Regions from separate parts of the Gasterosteus aculeatus genome. Here region 2 is linked to region 1. A link is a contact called in public Hi-C data. All regions are on one chromosome and are shown on one strand. The core of a region is the stretch at or near the end of the contact, and the rest is flanking DNA. Distances in the headings are between cores, read along the strand shown.

The links. A called contact is a pair of places that touch in the nucleus more often than the background predicts.
Region 2: a contact with region 1 is called in a Hi-C map of liver, with 3 times the contacts expected there. The contact joins the enhancer-like site here to the promoter of LOC120827498 in region 1. A contact is called at or near these places in 5 of 6 Hi-C or Micro-C datasets (liver, skeletal muscle, tail fin and 1 more).

What each region holds. Positions count from the first base shown.
Region 1 is chr11:4,797,399-4,803,419 of fGasAcu3.hap1.1, forward strand. LOC120827498 (thyroid hormone receptor alpha) reads left to right here and starts at 2,674. Exons shown (of 12, transcript XM_040190427.2): 1 at 2,674-3,023; 2 at 3,665-3,765. It overlaps LOC120827465 (vesicle-fusing ATPase), which reads left to right. Exons shown (of 20, transcript XM_078084546.1): 20 at 1-942.
Region 2 is chr11:4,832,124-4,838,144 of fGasAcu3.hap1.1, forward strand. All of the region lies in intron 4 of LOC120827498 (thyroid hormone receptor alpha), which reads left to right. Among protein-coding and RNA genes, the nearest start is that of LOC120827499, 34 kb to the right of the region's middle. Within about 2 kb of position 2,593, at least 5 of the 9 cell types and tissues checked have open chromatin away from gene starts, as enhancers often do. A contact at or near this core is called in liver, where this site is marked.

The sequences.
Region 1 (6,021 bases), core at 1,424-3,923:
AAAAGTGCTGTTTTGTGCATCGTGCGGAAAAATAATAACAAAAAAAAGCCATGTATGTTTTCAGCTGTAGTATTTGTAGTATTCGTTGCATATTGCCCGTAATGCTAAATATAGTACGACGCATATCCTCACAACACACGAGCACAAAAACTGAGTACAACGGACATTAATCCCAGAGGCATTTGAATATTTAAGATTAAATCTATGAGAGGCTTTTAGTGAATACGTAGTGGCTGTAAAAAAAAAGAGCTGATCCATGTGTAAATGTGAGCCCCTCGACTCTGCAGTGTGTAACTCGTTCATGTTCTGTACATAGTATATATAGACAAAACGATTTAAACAATATATCACAACGTTTCTTCTTCCTTATTCTTCAAGAGATGTTGGCTTTACACGGTTACTGTAATAGTGAAGGTAAATGTTGGAATGTTGGCCCGTCTGTCAGTGTTGTGTGCAGTTCAGTTCGGTGTGTTGTTAACAACATCCTCAGTGTTAAAGATGTAAACAGAAATACTCTGCACTTCGGCTAAATACAAAACATACAAAAACCCTTTAGTACTTATCTCGGGCGTTCTTGGTGGGAACCCGAGCTTGTTTCCGCTGGTGTGCATGTGTGTGGGGGAACCAAACGCTGCATGCGTCCACTCTGCAGGAGGTCCGGTGCGTGCGTGAGTTTGCGGTGGCAGAACGTGCTTTTGAACGTGCACGTGTGTGTTTATACATTTGATTCTAGGTTTTAGACAGTCGCTGGTTTATTTGTGGATTTCTTTCTCATGTCATGTGTTTGGTGCTTACAGTCTAAAGTTCTTGTTTTGTTCCGACCATTGATGATATATATGAGTGTGTGTGTGTGTGTGTGTGTGAGAGAGAGAGTGTGTGAATATATATCAACATACAGATGTATTATTGCAATAAAAGGCACAGATGCACAGGAAAAAGAAACAGCTGCTCGCCTGGTGTCTTTAATTTGTTTGTTGATGGATATATATATATAGTTTATTTTCAGTTTTCGAAAAAGTAACGTAGGAGCATTCACCTTAGTACAGTTTAAAAAAAAAGTTATCTATCTGACATCTATAATCACTGGTGACTTACATGCTCAGGTTTTACATACACAACACAATCAGGTTAAGAAGAAATAGTAGTAAAGATAAAAGTACCCAATTGCATAACAAGTAATACAACAAAGTTTCATCCTTACTAGGTAAAACATAGATGGTTACACAGTAAAAAGTGCATATATATATTCCTAAATATAGATATAGATACAGTCGAGTCTATTGTGCATAATATAATCATTGGTGCCCTCCACGTGCAAACGCTTCACTTCCAGGGCAGCACCTGTTTAAGCTCCTCCCCTCTGGGGGGCGCTACAGAGCAAACAACGCATTTTCAAAGCAAATTGTCTTTGAAAATGCGTCTATCTATCTATCAATCTGTTAAATGAATCTATAACGATGCATATATTTGATTAATAAAGCAATTAACAACAATTAACAATTAAATATAGCAGCTTAACTAAGGGCTGGTGATACAAGGCTTAGACTGCCGGGGACTTAGGACACACCGAGCTCCTCTCTCACGCTCTCGTTCTACCATAATTCACGTTTCATTAATGCACATGACTAATTCAGCTTCTTTCCGGGAGTTTTTTATGCTTTCTCCCCGAGTAGGTCTCCGAAGATCGTAGTTCCTACTGGACCCTGACACCTGCCGTGGCCCTGCTGACGCCTGCTGCTGCCATCATCATCATTATTATTATAAATCTTAATCATATTACTGTAATCATAAACCAACATTACCCTCTCCTAAAGTCCTTTGCTTTCCCTCCCCACAAGCTTCTGTGGATGGTGGTTCTATCTGATGGTGGTTCTATGATGGTGGTTCTATCTGATGGTGGTTCTATCTGATGGTGGTTCTGGTGGTTCTATGATGGTGGTTCTATCTGCTGGTGGTTCTATCTGATGGTGGTTCTATCTGATGGTGGTTCTGGTGGTTCTATGATGTGGTTCTATCTGATGGTGGTTCTGGTGGTTCTATGATGTGGTTCTATCTGATGGTGGTTCTGGTGGTTCTATGATGGTGGTTCTATCTGATGGTGGTGGCCCCTGCAGTGGTCCTGCTGTGTGCCTGGCTTGCTACTCACAGTTACTTGAATCATTTCTGTCATAGGAATTGCATGTATTATACATTGTTCATTCTGTACACATGGCATCCATTGTAGTCTGTCCATCCCGGGAGTGGGATCCCTCCTCTAAGGTTTCCCTTTTTTCCCTCTTGGAAGGGTTTTTTGGGGAGTTTTTCCTGTGCCGATGTGTGTGTTTCGGGTCAGGAGGATGTTGTATGTGTACAGACTGTAAAGCCCTCTGAGAAAAATTTGTACTTTGGGCTATACAAAATAAAATGAATTGAATTATCAAGAATCAACTGATATCTCCAGCTGTCAATCAGCCGAAACGTTAAGTTAACGCCTTACTTTTTCTCTCTGAAATGTAGAGGTGTGTGTGGTAAAGAATCAGATACACTGAATTTAAATACAGTCCTGTCCTGTGGGGGAACTACTGCTTAAGGGGAGACATTCCCCATTAACTCTCCAGGCTCCCTGGATTATGGCCGCAGTACCCAACGCAAGCCGGTAGAGGGCGTCGCGGAGCCCGGTAACCAATGAACCGCTCTCTCTCTCTCCTGACCCGCATTCACCCGAACTGTACAGGCGGGTGGGGGGGGAGGAGGAGACCGAGCACAGAGAGCTAATAAACCCGGCGGAGAGTTCCCCTCTTTGCAGACCGTGGCCATGGAGTCCCTCGCAGACACGGCGCTCCCGTCTCCTCGCTCCTGAGAGCCGACCTCGACGCCGGGAGAAGCGCCCGCCGCGCCGCTCGTGACGGTCAACCGGGTGGACTCGCTCGGACGCAGTTGTCTCGCGCCGCCCCCCCGCTCACGCGCTAAAGCGGCTGCTTTCTGGCGCTCGGGACTCGCGTTGACGGCGCGGGAGGACACTTCATGTCACAAGTCCCGTGTTGGTGAGTGCGTCGTTTTTGGTACAGCCGCGGCTTCTCCGCGGGGGTGGGAGGGACGTGGGAGGGGGGGAGGGGGGGGGAGTAACGTGAGCGTTGTCCTCATGTCAACCCCCACGCCTGCCGTGCCGTGCCGTACTGTACTGTACAGAGCTTGAACCTGTTCGGCGGCGCCCCCCCCTCCTCTTTTTGTATTGCTCTTTACATGTTGACACACCTGGCTCAGGTGAGGGCTTCTCTCTCTCTCCCCCCCCCCCCCCCCCCCTCGAGAAAAGTGCGCGGTTGAAGTGGGTAACTACGGGCCGACAACAAGCCCGTTAAACCGCCTGCGTACGGCGGGGCGCGGGGGACACTTCACTCGGGAGGAAGCGCGAAGGTGCAGGGACGTGGCTCCGTGCCAACGTGCAGGCAGCGCCCGGAGGCGCCTCGCTGCTGCGGGCGCTCCGCTGCTGTGACGTGTCGCGTGAGGTCCGACTGGGCCACATTCTGCATGAAAACACACCTTTATAAAAAGCGCAGCATGAAACGTGGGTCCCAGTTTGCATCTGCTTCCCACGGGCTGAGACTAGTGCATTATATTGTGTGCGTGTGTGGTTTAAACGTACAGTTAGGATACAAATGTATTTTGTTTTTTTTACATTTTCCAGGTTGAGGGCAGCGTCACCGTCTTCTGGTGTGGATCCATTCAGAGGAGGTTCTGCGACTGGTTTTGGGTCCAGATCGGCAGCTCTAGACCCCACAGCTTAAGGTAGGTGACCAACACGGCGGGGTGCATTTAGCGTCTGTCCACACTACGCTGAAAAGGATCCCATTTCATATGTATTCTTTTTGAGCAAATATAATGTTCCTCAATCTTCATATAAAACAATCCTGAGCGCATGTGGGCCTTTCATAGAAAAAAATGTCCACTGACGTAAACAGGAAGTGACCCCCCCCCCCCACTCATATAACCAGAACTACAGAATAAAATAAATAAAGTTTTCCCTAGAGCACCGAGTCCAGACCCACACACAATTACCCAGCAAGCACTGCTTGTTTACAAGCGTCTCCCCTAGTAACCCACTTATTATTTTTAATAGCTGCTTTTATTCGGGTTTTTTTTTAAGACCTTTCCTGAGATTTTTTAACAAGCCATGACATCTGATGCCAAGTATCAGGATTTCATGTAAAGATTTATTTTGCTTTAATGAATGGCAAACTAAAAAAGATACCGCACACGTTTGTTGGTATGTATGTACGTACAAAGCCATAATCTCCGCCTGCAGCCAGACGTGACCTCCTTTGACATCCGCTGCTAACACCTTTCAACCCAGGAGGGAGGAGGGGGGAGGGGCAGAAAGAGAAGCTGTCTCACACCCCCACCGTCACAGCCTGCCTCGGTCTGAGGTAAATAGGTTACATAACCGGGGCCGTGAAGCGTGCCCCCGAGCTCCCTCCGCTTCTTTAGCGTCATTTCATCGCCTCCCGCTGAGCCTTCGGGCTGCAGCCCGCGCCATCCACGTGGAAACCCTCCGTGCCAGAAGGCGAGCGGCGGCTCGCTAAAGGTTTCTGTGCTTTCCACAATGACAACAAAAATCACGCTGTTTTTGCCGCCCGTCCTCGAATGGGCCCTTATCAATTTTATAGTTGTTTTTTTAAGAATTTGTTTTTAGTTCTTTATTGAGTCTGCTTAGAGCCGGTGTGTCAAACTTCAGGTCATTCATCCCATATTTTGTCTCAAAAAAATGTATTTATTCAAGTTTCTCGGCAAAAACGCATTTTGCACAAAAAACATCTCCCTCGGCCGGGAAATTCTAGTATTTTCTCCTTATTAACGATTGACCAATCCATAAAACTGAAGGACGGTCGACAGATGAACCACTCACGACTGTAGATCTATACGTGACCCGATAAATGGAGGCAGAGACGAACTGTGCAGACCGATTGCATGCGTGATGAAGAACAGAGACCGAGAAACTAGCACCTGGATGATGTACGTGGTGCACATTTTACCTGTGTGTGTGTGTACCGAACAGGCAGTGAAGCTATTATGCACACGCACACACTTGCATGCGCCTTGGGGCTCTTTCGCTCTGCTTCAGAATATTCTGTTCTACAATTAATGGAAAACACTGTGTCCCTTCACAGAATTAGACATGAATAAGCCAGGAAAGGACTTCTAAAGAAGGTCTTGAGTCGGGTGTAACAGTATTGTTTCAAGTCCATGACGTTGCAGACATGACACGCACGCACATAAATATGTATATATTTATTAGGTCCACCTTGCTAGTAAAAGTTTGGAGCCTCCTTTGCCTTCAGAACTGCATTACTTCTTTGTGGTTACTTTCAACCTCAGGGATTTGCACATCTATGACGCAAATCTTCCACCACGTCCCAAAGGTGCTGTAGTGGGTTGAGATGTGGAGACTGTGGAGGAGAACAGGGAACTCATTGTCATGTTCCAGAATTGCATTATTCTGCTGGTAGCCATCAGAAGACGGGGAGACCAAAGTGGTCCAAGGACACGTCCCTCACAAGCCAGGAAGGATCCTTTCATGTTTATGCCAAATTCTGACCCGACCACCTGAATGTTGCAGCTGAAATGGAGGCTCATCAGACCAGGCAACGTTTCTCCAAACCTTCTGTTGTAGTCTCAGTTTCCTGTTGTTGGCCGACAGGAGGGGCCCCCGGTGTGGTTTTCTGCTGCTGTGGTCCGTGTTCCTCAAGGTCCCAGAGATGCTACTCTGCACTGCTTGGTTGTAACGAGTGCTTATTTCAGTTACTGTTGCTTTTCTATCATCTCCAACCAGTCTGCCCATTGTGACCTCTCACATCAACAAGGCATTCCTGTCCACACAACTGCTGCTCACTGGATAGTTTATCTTTGTGGGACGTTTCTCTGTAAACTCAGGTGGTTCTGCGTGAGAATCCCAGTAGACCAGCAGTTGCACTGGCACCAACATGCGCGCCACGTTCAAAGTCACTTGAATCCCCTTTTCCTTAGGCAAGTTGTCTCGACCGCGTC
Region 2 (6,021 bases), core at 1,343-3,842, 35 kb after region 1:
CCCTTTCTAACATGCTTCACACAACACGTTAAATTGACTAATACCCTCAAAAAGTAATCACTGACTGACATTCACACTACTCCTCACAGTCTGTATTCACTCCCCATCTTCTTTACATATCGAGTCTCATGTGTCGACATGTGCGGTGCATCGAGACAGAAACGCCCCCCAGTCCGTCCCTGGATGTAGTGAATGTGACCAGCGTTGGTTTGACGGCGGACGCTTTGAAGCCTCGAGCTCAGCATTTCGCGTGTCTTTTTTTTAGGGGACTAAATGTTAGAATCCACTGTTGGTAAAAATTGTTCTTCAGTCCATGACCATAAAACACAGGATAGACGCGTGGTGTCCACCTGTCAATCACACGTCATCGCCGGGCTCGAGCATGCCAAGCTTAAAGGTCTATGTGACTGTAATTGAGTGGCCACCTTGGTGACCAAAAAGACTGTCCAGACTGAACTTACAACGTGAGGCTTTTTATTTGGCCTAATTGTTATTAAATTAAATCAAACGCTTTGGTACCAGCTTTCAAATTGATATGACAAAGAACTGAATGACTTCATTTGAGTACAACTTAAAAAGGAAATGATTTGGTAACCGCAATATGAACAAGAGAAAAAAACATTTGCAGCCTCAATGAACTACCAGTATTATTAACTGAAGCTACTGACAACGTTCTCAGTCAGTGCAACTAACGAACGTGCAGTTCAGCATCAGAAGTCATGTGACAGCAGTCAGCTGTCACATGACTGACTGAACCCCGTGCGTGTTTCTGCGCACAAGCTCACACAGGCCGCCTGAGGCGCTCGGTGAGCCGCCTCCTGTACGTGTGAAGCTGTGGGTGAAGTGAGGCCTCCGTTTACTCCGCCGGCGCTCGGCCTTCCGCTTCGACATGATCTGAACCGGTGTGAATCTGCGTTGCTGGAGTCGACCGCGGGGCCCAACGTTTACTACGGGTCAGTGCACCCTGTGACCCGAGGCTGGTTCAATGATCGCAATCGTTAGCTCATTTGCGCGGATACAATCATCTTAGCCCGTGAGGTCCTAATCGGTTTGCTTTGGCTTCGCCCACCGAGTTCCACCTGCAAGCCCCCCCCGAGCCGTCAGAACCGAGCTCCTGATATAAAGCAGCATGCACTGTGTACAGTGCACTGTTGTGTATAATCCGAGCACGCTCCTGTTAAACACGCACCCTGTGAACTGTAAACATCCAGATGTAAGCTGTCACCACGCCGGCCCCCACCATCAGATAGCTGCAGCGTGTGGACCCGTGTTCTTCACTTCAAGGGGGGGTAGACTTCTCTTTGGCTCTTTTATAGAGTTGATATTTTCTCACAGTGGACACTGCACTTTTTGAAAGGAGACATATTATGAAAATAGAACTTTGTTCGGCCTTTAAATGGCTGCCCAGCATGTCAAACAACCCCCCAAATCTGCCCTTTTTAATGATTCCTGTAATGATTTAAAAGTAAATAAATGAAAATGACCCATTTCGCATATCTAGGGTTTGCCAACGTCATATGACACTGATAGAAGGCACGACAATGAAATGGATTACAGTGTTTCCCCAGGTTTATAGGGGGCGCCGCGTTCCTGACGCGTGCTCTCTGTCCGCTGTGTGTGCGTATTTCCCCTGTAGCCGATCAGGAACATAGGCAAATACAGCGATATTAAATTTTTTTTTTTTTTTTTACATTTCATGATGAAACTCAAGCTCAAGCTCAAACCCCCAGGAGTGTGGAGGGGGAGGGGTTAGAGCGAGGGGGGAGGGGTTAGCTGGCTCATTCGTTTTGAGCACAGCTGCTGCAGGCCGGGTGCCGCAGATACGGATCCTTGTGGTGTTTTGATCAAATAGTGTTTTAAGACATTCAGACCACAAAGGAGCATGTCAACTTGCGGTAAACGGACATATGTCACCTTTAAACCACGCTACGAACATCGAACTGATTTTGGGTGATGAGTTCATGGCCAGATAGCGTGTAGGTAAACAGGAAGGTTGTTAGTCCCGTGACCACAAGCACCGCCTCTGTATCCTTTCTCTACTTTTTTTAATATCAAGTTCATTACAGAACCAAGCACGTCATGGGGTCTTATCTTTTTTTCACTTGCTGATCTGCCACTGCGAATACGGGCAGCATGTGAGTGATGTAGTGCGAGGAAGGGGGAGGGAGGAGGGGGGGAAGGAGACTGAGAAAGAACTGCAGGGGGAGGGAACCAGATCTTTGATCATGCCGTGCTGCTCCCTCTCTCCATCTCATCAGCTTGGAAGCCATCCAAGGCCTCCCTATTCTGAGAAAGACTAGAAGCCCGGGTTTGTGTGCGTGCGTGTGTGTGTGTGTTTGTTTGTGTGCATGCGTGTGCAGCCGCGCACACCTTTCACTGTTGGGGTAAATATGTTGGCCTAATAACATTCCTGCAAACACTGTTTGTGTGTGTGTTTGATGGTTAAATAGACAGTCACTGACAGTCACTTGAATAGACAGTGTGTGTGTGTATGTTTGATGGTTAAATAGACAGTAAGTAGGTGTGGGTGTGTGTGTGTGTGTGTGTGTGTGTGCGCACACGCGCTAAGGTGTGGACGTTTCGTAACACCCTGTACGATCTCTGAAATTGTCCTGTTACCAGACAGACTGGGACAGTGTGTGCACAGCAGAGAGCACATCCTGATCCGTCTGCACTTACTGCACATTCCATTGATCTGCATGTCGTCACTGACCCCGCGGCCTCAACCTGGTGGGCTTGAATCGAACATGTCAGCACCGCCTACCTCCCTACGTGTTATGCTTTCTACAGACAGTTGAAAAACAAACCGCACGGGAGAGAGTATGGCGGCGCTGACACACGGGACAAACAAGCAGCTCACAATCACTCCTACAGACAGCCAAGTCACCTTAGCCGAGGCTGCGTGTGCTCGGACCGGCGGGCCTCGTTCCATCTAAACGGGCAGCACATTAATAATGGAGAAGGGTTTTTGTACTTGCATTGAAACTCCGCCTGTCATGAGACCAACACGCTGATGTCTACATCCTGGGATTAGTCTCAACCCCAGACAGCACCCACTTTGCGTCAATGTTTGAGTAGTTTGAGTTCCTGTTTGCGATGCACTCACGGACGCACACATACGCCTTTCCCTGGATCCCCCACCTGATCTGAGATCAGCGCAGCTAGAATCTAACCGCCAAAAAGCACTCTCATTGACAGTAACCGTCTCAGGTGGCAAACTAGTCTTGGCTGTGAAATAGCGTTTGTTTTGTGTATGTGTGTGTGTGTGTGTGTGTGTGTGTGCGCATGAGGCGGCGTGACATCATGTCACACACGCTGATGCCATCTACTGTCACATCTGGAGAAGTGGAGCGCAGCTGTATTATGAAAGCATCAAAAAATAGTTGCAGAAATTCTTATATCAACAGGTTTCATAGAAAAATCACAAAACAGACGAGTTAGAAATGTAGAAATTGGTTAGTATAGAGCAGGGGTGTCCAAACTTTTCCCCCGTGAGCTATACTGCCTCACTTCTAATCCACGAATATTGGCAAAAGAGCCTCACATTGGTTCTTAGGCCGCTGATCCCCCTCCATTGTCCTGCATGAAGGCAGAGACAAGAAGAGAAATACGGGATGTGGATATTTCAAGTTTATTACTGAAATTATTGGGATTGTTAAAACAACTTTAATTGACTGAATTTATCAGGTAATTGGGCTTATTGACAAAGGAACACTGTATATTTTAACTCCCCTGTAGTGGTGAGAATGTTGCGCTCAGCGTGATGCGGCTCTTTGGTCAGCTGGCAGGTCAGGAGGACGTCGGGAGGTTGAGATGCGACGGACGTCACGTAGTTGCTGTCGCTCATTCTTCTTCTCGGTCTGCTCATCACTCGTTTTGCGCGGCGTCTCATCAGCGGAAACGTGGCCGAAAGCTGATGCTGATTCTTTTCAATCAGTTCTAACTGCAGACTCTCCTCCACTTCTTCTGCATCCAGTGAAAACAGTGTGGTTTCCTTCTAAAGGACAGAAACATCTTGGAATCGCTGACTGAATTCTTTCATGAGAAATGATCACATGATCAGGTGATGGTTACCCAGAGACATCCCTGGTATAGAGAAAGATATAATGAATTGGATACACTTTTCCCAAACAATTAATTCATTGTCATTTATTTAGCAACGGCACCAAATGTTCTCGGGTTCCAGCGTCTGGGGTTTGAAGGTTGAACTAAATGTGTTATTGTTGGCTCATGGTCGCGCAAACCAAGCGATTGGAGGACGTCACGTGGGGCTTAGTAGGCTGTGCTCTGCATTTCTTCATGATCAGTGAGTCATAAAGACAACAGACGGAAGGATGGACATTGACTGGCTGGTCGTTGACATCATCACACACAGTGAACTGGAGCTGATTAGAGGAAGAGATCAACGAGAACTTAATCATCAGCTATTCTGTTCTGTAAATAACTTTCTAAAGGTAAAATGACACCTTCTCAGATGGGAAGGATTGTAAATATTTATTTTCCTCCATTGTCGAGGAATTCAACCCAGCAGAATTCTCAATGGACTTTATTAACATCAAAATGTCACCGGATTAAAAGTGTTCTGAATCCAGAATAAACCTCTACAGAATAAGCAAAAACTTTTCATAACGTTGTGGTATGCATCGCCAATAAGCATTCCTCACATTATAATTTGGCTATATTCAAATATATATAATAATATAGTCAAATATACTGACGTTAAAAGTACTTCTACTACTTTCCTCTGAGCCGAAGAGGACTGGAAGCAGAAAGTTATATAAAAGGGAAATTTCTCAAGTGATCCAGCTTGATTCCTTTAATTTAAACCGAGCATGACCCTGATACCCCCCCAAAGCATCTGAGGTTTGCCCACCGCAGCCTCACAGTGCTGCGGGAAACACTGAGTAGGTGCGTAATTAAACATACACATTCTTGTGTGCATTTTCGCTTTGTTTTATTAAATCACGCCTCAGGGAATCGGCCTCTTTTCATTAGTAACGGTTTGTCACTTTTTAATCCAGTGGTTTTGCTAATTGAGCATCGAGCATTGGGCTCCGCGGAGGAAACCAGGTCAGCTCAGGTCACTTGTACCCGAGACCACCGGTGTTGTGGGAACTCTGGCGCCCTCATCTGTTACTCTCTGCTCCTCGCATGTGGATGTTTACTGTCATGCAGTTGTTGTCTCATGTGTACGTGAAGATGGTAGTTTTTTTTGTTCGCTATATTACTTAATTAGTAATAGTTACACATGTTTGAAGGATTTTTTGGACACACATACACTAAACCAGTGGTTTTCCAAACTGGTTGTCGCCCTGCGCCAACAGGGGGTTCATGTATTCATCAACAACCATAACGTTTAAAAAAAAAGACTAAAGCGAAACCGACATGCGGCGTGTTGGAATCACCCCCTCAGAGCGAGGGCGACCCTGCAGCATCAGAAGACAGCAAAAAAGACAGTGTAACTCACAAAATGTAATAAAAAGTAAAGGGATATGTAATTAGTTTATATGTTATAATGCAGGGGAGTGGGGGGCGGTTTGGGGGTCTTACAATGTCCCTGTATCTTCAAAGGGGGCCCAGACAGTAACAGCTTGGGAACCACTGCACTCGGAATGAATAATGTTTTAATTCCCTGGCAAGGGTCCACTTTGTCAGCAGGATAATCCACTCCAAAGCCTGCACGCATAGAGCCATGGTGCAGTTAATAAGGGCAACTTGCACAACATTATTAATAAAAACCTTCCCTGTAAGGGCCAATGGTTTCAGCCGACCAGATTGGACTGATAAGGACATCAGTTCACGCTCATGTCAGCCAGGCCCAGATAAGGGCCCTCTTTTGTCATCGCATAAAAACAAATATAAGTTATTGAATTATCGATCTATTTTCACTAAGTGAGTTTCCACGCAGCATTTGGTTATCTGTGACCGGTGTTGACAGTTTGTAAGGCAGGACTGTAAGAGGGAGCTGTGTGCGGCTGGTGTAGCAGGTATGATGTTTACCGTGATAGCATGCTAGCATTT